2 separate regions of the Rattus norvegicus genome follow, and region 1 is linked to region 2. The links are chromatin contacts, called in public Hi-C maps. All regions are on one chromosome and are shown on one strand. The core of a region is the stretch at or near the end of the contact, and the rest is flanking DNA. Distances in the headings are between cores, read along the strand shown. Region 1 has its middle 180 kb from the start of Dyrk2. Region 2 has its middle 160 kb from the start of Ifng.

The links. A called contact is a pair of places that touch in the nucleus more often than the background predicts.
Region 1: a contact with region 2 is called in a Hi-C map of the A7r5 cell line, with 4 times the contacts expected there. The contact joins two enhancer-like sites. A contact is called at or near these places in 2 of 12 Hi-C or Micro-C datasets (the A7r5 cell line and psoas muscle).

What each region holds. Positions count from the first base shown.
Region 1 is chr7:56,068,796-56,072,971 of GRCr8, forward strand. No RefSeq gene overlaps it. Among named protein-coding and RNA genes, the nearest start is that of Dyrk2, 180 kb to the right of the region's middle. Within about 2 kb of position 1,901, at least 5 of the 93 cell types and tissues checked have an H3K27ac peak or open chromatin away from gene starts, as enhancers often do. A contact at or near this core is called in the A7r5 cell line, where this site is marked.
Region 2 is chr7:55,952,123-55,956,209 of GRCr8, forward strand. No RefSeq gene overlaps it. Among named protein-coding and RNA genes, the nearest start is that of Ifng, 160 kb to the left of the region's middle. Within about 2 kb of position 2,404, at least 1 of the 93 cell types and tissues checked has an H3K27ac peak or open chromatin away from gene starts, as enhancers often do. A contact at or near this core is called in the A7r5 cell line, where this site is marked.

The sequences.
Region 1 (4,176 bases), core at 651-3,150, 120 kb after region 2:
CAGCAGTCCGGCTGTGAGGATGGGATGCACGGGTGGTGCCCGATGATCCAGTCACGAGTCCACAACAACGTCCATAGACCAGGCTGCCCTTCCCACGGTCTGCTTGCAGCCAATGACTTCCAAAAGCAGAGAGACGGCAGCTTCGCTCTCATACAGTTTCTTGCATTTCAGAATGTGTGACTTTGACTCTCATTGACTTAGCCAAAATGTGGTTGTTATGGGAATGTTACGTTCTGCCCATTCACCCTTTTCTTTGCTCCCACGCAGGGTTTTAGCCAAGCATCCCGGTGTCCTTTACTTCTCCCATTTGTAGTTCTCCCAGTAGATCTTTTAGAGGACCGAGGGTTCTCCGAAATGAGTTTGTCCTCTAGAATAACTGTCAAACAATAATAGCTAATCAAAGTGGGAACATCAGAAATTTGTCTCCAGAAACCTGAGAAGTGGAAGGGAGATACGAAGGCCAGAGCTGCGGAGCTCAGACACCGTTAAGGGCCTATTGATAAAAATGTCCACCGACTTTGAGTGTCCTAGTGCTCGACATTGACTCTAGAATTTTCTCCCGGTGTAGTCTGTTTGGAGCTAGCTCTTTAGAACTGTGTGATGTGGGTCTAATTTCCTTCATCCTCTTTGTTTTGCCCAACCCAGCCCCAGTAAATTTCCGTTACTTACAACTCTAAACTGTTACATTGAGAAAACTGTCCGGAGTGCTGACATGTCTTTTTTGGTGCTGCAAAGGCTTTAGCCGGCTCCTTTCCAACCCTTGGATGCACTTCTATGGTACTGAGTTTTGCCCTCTGCATAGAGGCTTTATTTTTAAATTGTGAATGTTTGTTTCAGGGCAGTTAAACATAAATCTCAAATTCCCAAAGTAAAGTTGAAAAGAAGATATGACTCACGGAAAGGACATTTTAATAGTCAGAAGTTATAGGGAGGCATCTGTCCCAGATCGGCTCCTAAAACTCAGACATAAAAAGGTGCCCAGAATTCTAAAAGGACCTTGTGACCTTCACTGAGTGCCTCGGAGGAGATCAGAAAGGAGCAGATCAGATCAGTAACAGATCAGAAAGTAACAAAGCTGTCATTTCTAGCTGTATTTTAGGGAAGAGAGTCACACTATCGAATACTGACTTAACAAACACTAACTATCCTAACCACTGAGGCACAATCAGAAGATATGAGTCTGACATCTCGAAGGCAGCCTTTGCTTCTACCTGCAGTGGTGTATTTCTAAATGTCCCTGAGATACACACTCCTACATGGTCTAGGCTCCCTGGAGCACTCTGGATAAGTGACTCTGAGTCCCACTTCACGTTCAGTGCTAATCTAGGAACCAGAACTACAGCTGGAGTGGAAACTCTAGAGCTTTAAGAACCTGCCTCAGACATCCATTTGACAAAAGGCCACTTAGGAGCAGCTCATCTCTTCTGAGTCTTTTGAGAGAGATTTGCATTTCTCCACATGGATGTTCTGAATGACTCCGAAACTTAACAAAAAGTATTTCTAAGTGTTCCTTAAATCCTTTCTCTAACCTGCTCACTGAATAGCAACCCATTGACTAGGTTTAGGTGGGGGTGGAGGGAGGAGCAGTATGAGCCCTCATAGACACGGAAGCTCTTATCAAAGGACGTGGTCTAAACGGAGCTGAATATGAGAATCTGTCTGGCCCTAAGGGTTCCCGCAACAGTTTACAAACGTGTTTGAACACTAAATCAATCTGTGATTCCTGTGCCTGAGAGGCAACCTATTATGTGGACACTGTCTGTCCTGTGAAGGGAGGCCCAGAGCCCTCCTTTTCAGCATTAGATATTTTCCATTTGTCCTGGGAATGTGGCAGGGAACAGTGATTGGTCATCATCTGTTTAATCTCTGCTGACAGAAGGAGAGGGAGGCCATGGTTTTTATTTCTGGCCTGACTTACTTCAGTCTTAATCTTTTTTTGGAAGCAGAGGAAACATGGCAAACAGTCTGGAACATTCTTTCCTGCAGACTCAGCAGAGAGCAAAGAATACCTTTCCCTCAGAGGCCCAGTGACATATATTTTATTTCAAGGGGGATATGGAGCAAGGTTAAGACTTGTCTGGTCTGTGTGTAACGTTTATACTGCCTACTAGTGTTACATCTCATTACCAAAGACCTGCTGTCCATTTGCATGCTTCTGGGAAGTCCGAGATTCTAAAAGGCCCTCTTGCAGGGAAGTCTCTGGGGGGGGGGGTCGTCTGTGCTCCATGGGCCAGCTAATTTATGCTAATCACATTACTCTGAACCACTGATTTCTTCTTTTCTTAAGGGTTCTATCAGTACTTCATCTCTTGCTTCGTCATGGGCTCCGTGGTCTCTCCTTTAAATATTCTACTAAAGACAGCTAGGACCAAGCAAGAAGGGGGAGCAGGAGGAGGAGGAGGAGGAGGAGGAGGAGGAGGAGGAGGAGGAGGAAGAGAAATCAATTTTTCTTAAAGACAAGCAATAATGTATGACTCCTAAAAGGGGGCAGCTTAAATCCAGATTGTGACTGGGATATAAATACGAGTAGCTAACGTTCAGGAAGGAAGGCAGGGAGAGGGGTAGGGAGAGTGGGGAGGGAGAGAGAAAGGAGGAATAGAAGTAGAAGGGAGAGGGGTAAAGAGAGAGGGAGAGGGAGAGAGGGGGAGGGAGAGAGGGAGGAGGGAGGGGAGGGAAAGGAAGGGGGAGGAAGAGGAAGGGGGAGGAAGGGGGAGGCAGAGAAGGAAGAGGGGGGAGGAAGAGGGAGTGGGAGGGAAAGGGGGAGAGAGGGAGAGGAGGTCTCCCTTCTCTCTCAGGACCATCTATGTCTTGTCACTCTTGCATCATTCGGTCACATAGGTATTCATTTTAAACAAGCGTTACCCATGAGCGTGGGTGCTAGGTTTATTCCTTCTCTCAGGAATAACTGACCACTCCTCTGTGAGGTCTCTGCGCACACAGCACTCCCCAGCAGAGGTCCCACAGTCCAATGGTCCTGTGGGTGAAGAGCGCTAGTGAACCACTCACCAGATGCTACTTTTATGTTTGGGAACTTCAGAGTGCACTGGCATCAGCGTAACTACACAGTTAATACACAGGCCATGCACACTTGGAAACCAAAAGCCGAGTTTCTTTAGTCCCAGTAACAGAGCTGTTTATTTCTGTCTTTTCCCAAGGACTCACCATGAACAGGATTCAATGGGACTGACTATTCTCAATTCTCCAGGATTCCATTCTCCTTGGTGGATCAGGCTCTTCCCTCTCTTGTCTCTCTCTATCTCTCACTGTCTCTCTTTGTCTCTGTCTCTGTCTCTGTGTCTCTGTGTCTCTGTGTCTCTGTCTCTGTCTCTGTCTCTCTCTCTGTCTCTTTCTCTCTGTCTCTGTCTTTGTCTGTCTCTTTGTCTCTCTGTCTGTCTCTCTCTGTCTGTCTCTCTCTCTCTCTGTCTCTGTCTCTCTCTCTCTCTTTCTTACCTCTTGTCCTCAGGTTTTTCTTTTATAGTACCCATGTCTACGAGCCCCACCCTTGTCTTTTGTGACCCACTTTCCTGTCTTGTGAGGTTTGATGAGAAGCTACTTCTTTTCTAGAAACGTTCTCTTCAGAGAACTGATGGCTCACCCCACACTGTATCATGTACTAACTTCTTTCACACCATATGTCTTATTTGTTATTCTTGTTCAGGTTTTGTTTTTTAATTCTCCATTAGACTGTGGAGTCCAGAGTCATCCAACTGTATCCCCCACCATGTATTTTAGGGCAGAGAGCTAGGTAAGTATTTGGAACGGGGCGTCGAAGGAAAGGTCCACTCCAGCAGAAAGGATTGAGCCTAACTTGTTTTCATGATATCAAAATCGAAGACAGTGACATGTGTACACAGAACTACTTAATCTGGTTCAATTGCATGAGACATGTTTTTTTATTTTCTTCCTTCTGAGGAGAGATTGGAAGTAAATAAGAGACACAGCCCGGCCAGCAGAGGTGGGCTGGCCAGAGATCACCCACCCTGACCCAATGCGTTCAGCACTCAGTGACTTAATGTGTAGCCAGGCTTTCGAGAGGCATAAATTTCCATTGTTGCTACGCCCGTCTCTACAGATGGGAAATACACAGCCTGTTTCCAGCCCACATAAAACACAGACGCCTCCCAAACCACAGGCTTGCCCTGGACACTTTCGACAGTCAGGTCAGCTGTCTGTGTT
Region 2 (4,087 bases), core at 1,154-3,653:
ACTGCACCCAATACTCAGTGTCATTGTGGAAAGCTGGGGGAGTTGGGGTGGGGGTGGGGGGTAGGGAAGGTGGGTGAGAGGAGGTGGGGGGTGTGATATAATAGCCAGAAGAACAGGATGTTTTCTGTGAGACTGTATCTTTAGAAATTCAGAAGCTACACACATGAGTCTCCCCAGTAGAGTGCCTAAAAGTCAGTGTTCCCTCTGTTAAACTTCACCATGGCAACAGCATCTCTATAAACACAGCAATGATTTAGGGAATATATTTTATTAACTGACACGTGGTGATGGACAATAAAACATGATGTGGCTTGCAGGCTTCCTCTGGTTCATTGTTCTAGTCTGTGGTGCCTTTTCAGAACTGTTTGTTCTCTGTGGTCTCAAGGTTCATAAAATGGTATGAATTTATTTCCACAGACAAACAGCTGAACCATGTGTGGGTGAGTGGACGGGAATGTTCTGGATGAACCGTGTCCATTAAAAACATGCTGATTCCTTTCCTTCAGCACCTTCAAATGAGATCTTATATGAAAGTATGGTCCTTATAGATGTATATGGTTGAGGTGAGGCCATTAGGGCAAACCACGATTTAAAATGACCAGAGTCCTCACAGGAAATAAAGACAGGCCCACAGGAAAAGGGTCAGGGGTGGTCAGAAGCAGAAGCTGCAGTGGACTGCCGTTCATCTCTGAGGGCCACCGGCAGAGGCAGAGAAGTAAGGACAGATTATACTCAAAGTCTGAACAATAACACACTGTTGTTGATCGACCTTGGTTTTGGACTGCCAGCTTCCAAATGTTCAAGAGCAGATAGTTTTTTCTGTTTAAGTCATCCAGTGTGGCCCTCGGTTGGTTAGGCTGGAGAAAGCAATGAAAAGAGCACAGACAGAAGGCAGAAGAGGTCTGGGGATCATTGACACCTCCCACAACCACAATCTGTGGGGATAAGACACTTTACCTCTCGGAGCTTCTCAAATACAAAATAGGAGAGGATGGTTGTTTTTTAAAGGTCTGTTAGGAGTACTAAAAATTACCGTTAGCCTATGCCCTGACAAAGTAAAAATGCTGTGTTATTAGAAGCCTATGGTGACTGTTTTGGTGTTTGAGTGGCGTGGGGGTGTTTTAGATATTACACACTGCACCTTTGGATGAGATGAAACATTTTTTAACCTCCCCAGGTTCTCAATAGTCTACCGCTTAGTGACAATGATGACTTCACGCTCGGACTCTTTAACTTTGGAGTCCAGAGAGGAAAGAATTTCAACAAGAAAGATCAGATGGTCTGACAATGCAGTCGACTTACTGATTGGAGGAGAACTTGCTGAGGACTTGCTGTGGTCCACTGTGTTGGGGATGCAACAGGGAAGAAATGAAGCACACGCAATGGATGACAGGAAGGATCTACTGATCAGAGTCCTGAGGGCAGTGAGGTAAATGTGCTCAGGGTAAACATTGTATTCCCTGCCCAGAGCCAGGGCAAACTTCCTAAAGATGTTCCCTCAGCTGAGCCCCCATGTGCAAGTGCCAATCACCAAGCCTGAACCGCTGAATGACAGAGACGGTACAAGCCTCAGGTGAAGCCCTTCCTACGGGCCAGCTTCTGAGTTGCCACAGGAGCAGTTCTGACTGTTCTTGTGTATTGTGTGATGTAATTCCCTCAGACTTGGAAACTTTATCTTACCAAAAGCAATCGAGTGTTCCTTTGTCATCTAACTACTTATTCTGGGCTTCTATTTGCTCCAAAAACAAGTTCTCTGACCACAATTTTCAGTTGAAAAGAAACCATACTTCTGCATAATACGATCAAAACCATAGTCGACTCTTTTTGTCTCATCTATGTCACTTGTTGTGAACTTTTTTATGCTGGTGGAGTGGGAGTTTAAACTGGTGCAGATACTATAGAAACGAGTATGTAGGGATATCAAAAGGGTAAAAATCTGATCCAGCCACTCTGGCCTGCCTATGCCCAAAGGATTCTATACCGTACCATAGTACATCCATGTTAATTGCTGTTCCTTGACAGTAACAAGAAAATGGAATCAGTTTGGATGCCCATCAGGAGATGTATGATAATGAACACGTAACCCGTGTGCGATGGGATTTTATTCACCTGTAAAAAAAAAAACTGGAATTAGGAACATAGAAGGAAAATGAATGGAACTGGACAATATTATACTAAATCAGGGTCACTCAGACTTGGAAGCTGAGTGTTGTAGACTAGGAGAATCAGCTACATATCCGACTGGGGATGCCTCTCTCTAGTGTGTTTCAGGACTAAAAAACGACCAAGCAAACTCAAAGACTAAACGGGCAAATTAAACAGACGTCTCCCAAAGGGTGAATTACAGGTAGCCAATAAACACATGGAAAAATCCTAGCATACTTAGTCATCAGAGAATTGCAAACCACAAGCATGTTTGACAGGGAAATGGGGCTAGTTGGAAAGAGTAAACGGGCCAGTGGGATAGAGGTGGGACAGGAGAGAAGGAAAAGCCTAAAACCCCTCTCTCTTTATCAGAAATAATAATTTTAAAAACACAGGGACTAGTTGAAATTTCGGAGCAAACATCAACACACTCTCCACCCATTTCTCCCGGGAGCATTCAGGTTTGTTTGCATCATCAAAAGTCTACATCATCGGTCAACCAACGAGCACCCTAGTCTATCCTGTCTGAAGGTCTTCTACAGCAGATTTAGAGAGCGCTTTTTTAACAAATCTTATTGCTACTGTTAACTTCGATGCCGAAAAAAAGTACTTCCATGAATAATCTCATTCATCAAAGTATGTTTTCATTCACAATAACTCCCCAGTGAGGATGTAGAGGTGTAGGTTGGGAATTCAGACACAGGAAAGAAAGTCAACAAGGGAGCTGTGTGTGACGTTGACTCAGGCAGGGAGGGCTTCTCTTAACCTTCTCTTACTTGGACCTAAGAATCCCAACCACCATGTCACAATGCCTATGGAATCTACCTCCCAGGAGCAAGTAGCTTGTGTGTTTTGGGTGACTGTCCAGCAGAGCTTGAGTCTGAAAGGGGCTCAGCCCGTCCGTGGTGTACTCCATGTCTGGGTGAATGTGCTGGACTACAAAATGTGGGCAAACCTACTCCTGTCAGGGACTGGAGCTCTCTTGTCTGTGTCTTCCAATGTCTGCTTTGGCTTTTAAGTAGAATCCTGCTTGTCAGGATTGTTTCTGTTTGTGTTTTCCCCCAGACTCTGGTGGTTTTTCTCTAAGATGGGTTCCTCTCCAGGCTCTAAGCTGTCAGGGCCCCCCCCCCCCAGCATTTTCTAGGGAGCTTGCTATTTTGTTTTAAATAGTGGATTAATTGCCATGTTCCTTTGTATTCTTTGCTTCTTTGATTGGTTAGGTGGATTTTTTTTTTTAACCATTATGCTGGGAGGGCAAGTCATTGACCGCGTTTCTGCATTTTCAGACAGCTCTAACTCGTAGATTCACGCTCCCATCTCAGCTGATGTCTTTAGTAGGAAAAGCAGGTAGACATCGTAAGGCAAATAGGTGAGCAATGGAGGGGGACAAAAATTGAGTAACTAGAAAGATACTTTACGATATATGACAGCTGCATGGTCTTTTTAAACAAAATCTAAATTTGGCTATGTCTTTGTTTTCAGTTATCTTAAACATGCTTACTCTAATCTTTCAAATCCAGCTGGGTGTGGTGGTGCACACCTTTAATTCTGGCGCTTGGGAGGCAGAGGCTGGTGGATCTCTGAGTTAGAAGCCAGCCTGGAGGGGCTGGGGATTTAGCTCAGTGGTAGAGCGCTTACCTAGGAAGCGCAAGGCCCTGGGTTCGGTCCCCAGCTCCGAAAAAAAAAAAAAAAAAAAAGAACCAGAAGCCAGCCTAGTCCACAGAGCAAGCTCCAAGACACAGAGAAACCCTGTGGAAAAGATGGAATTAAAGTATTAACCGAGCAATTTACCTTTCAGTTTGTTCCCTGGTGTGGCTATGTTTAATAAATAGTTTTTAAAGCCCTATTACTGACTTTGTCTTCTAAGTGGTTCTAACCTTCAGACGATCAATCCTCTCCTCCTTTCTTTTTCTCCTTTGCCCTCATTTCTCTATTCAGTTAT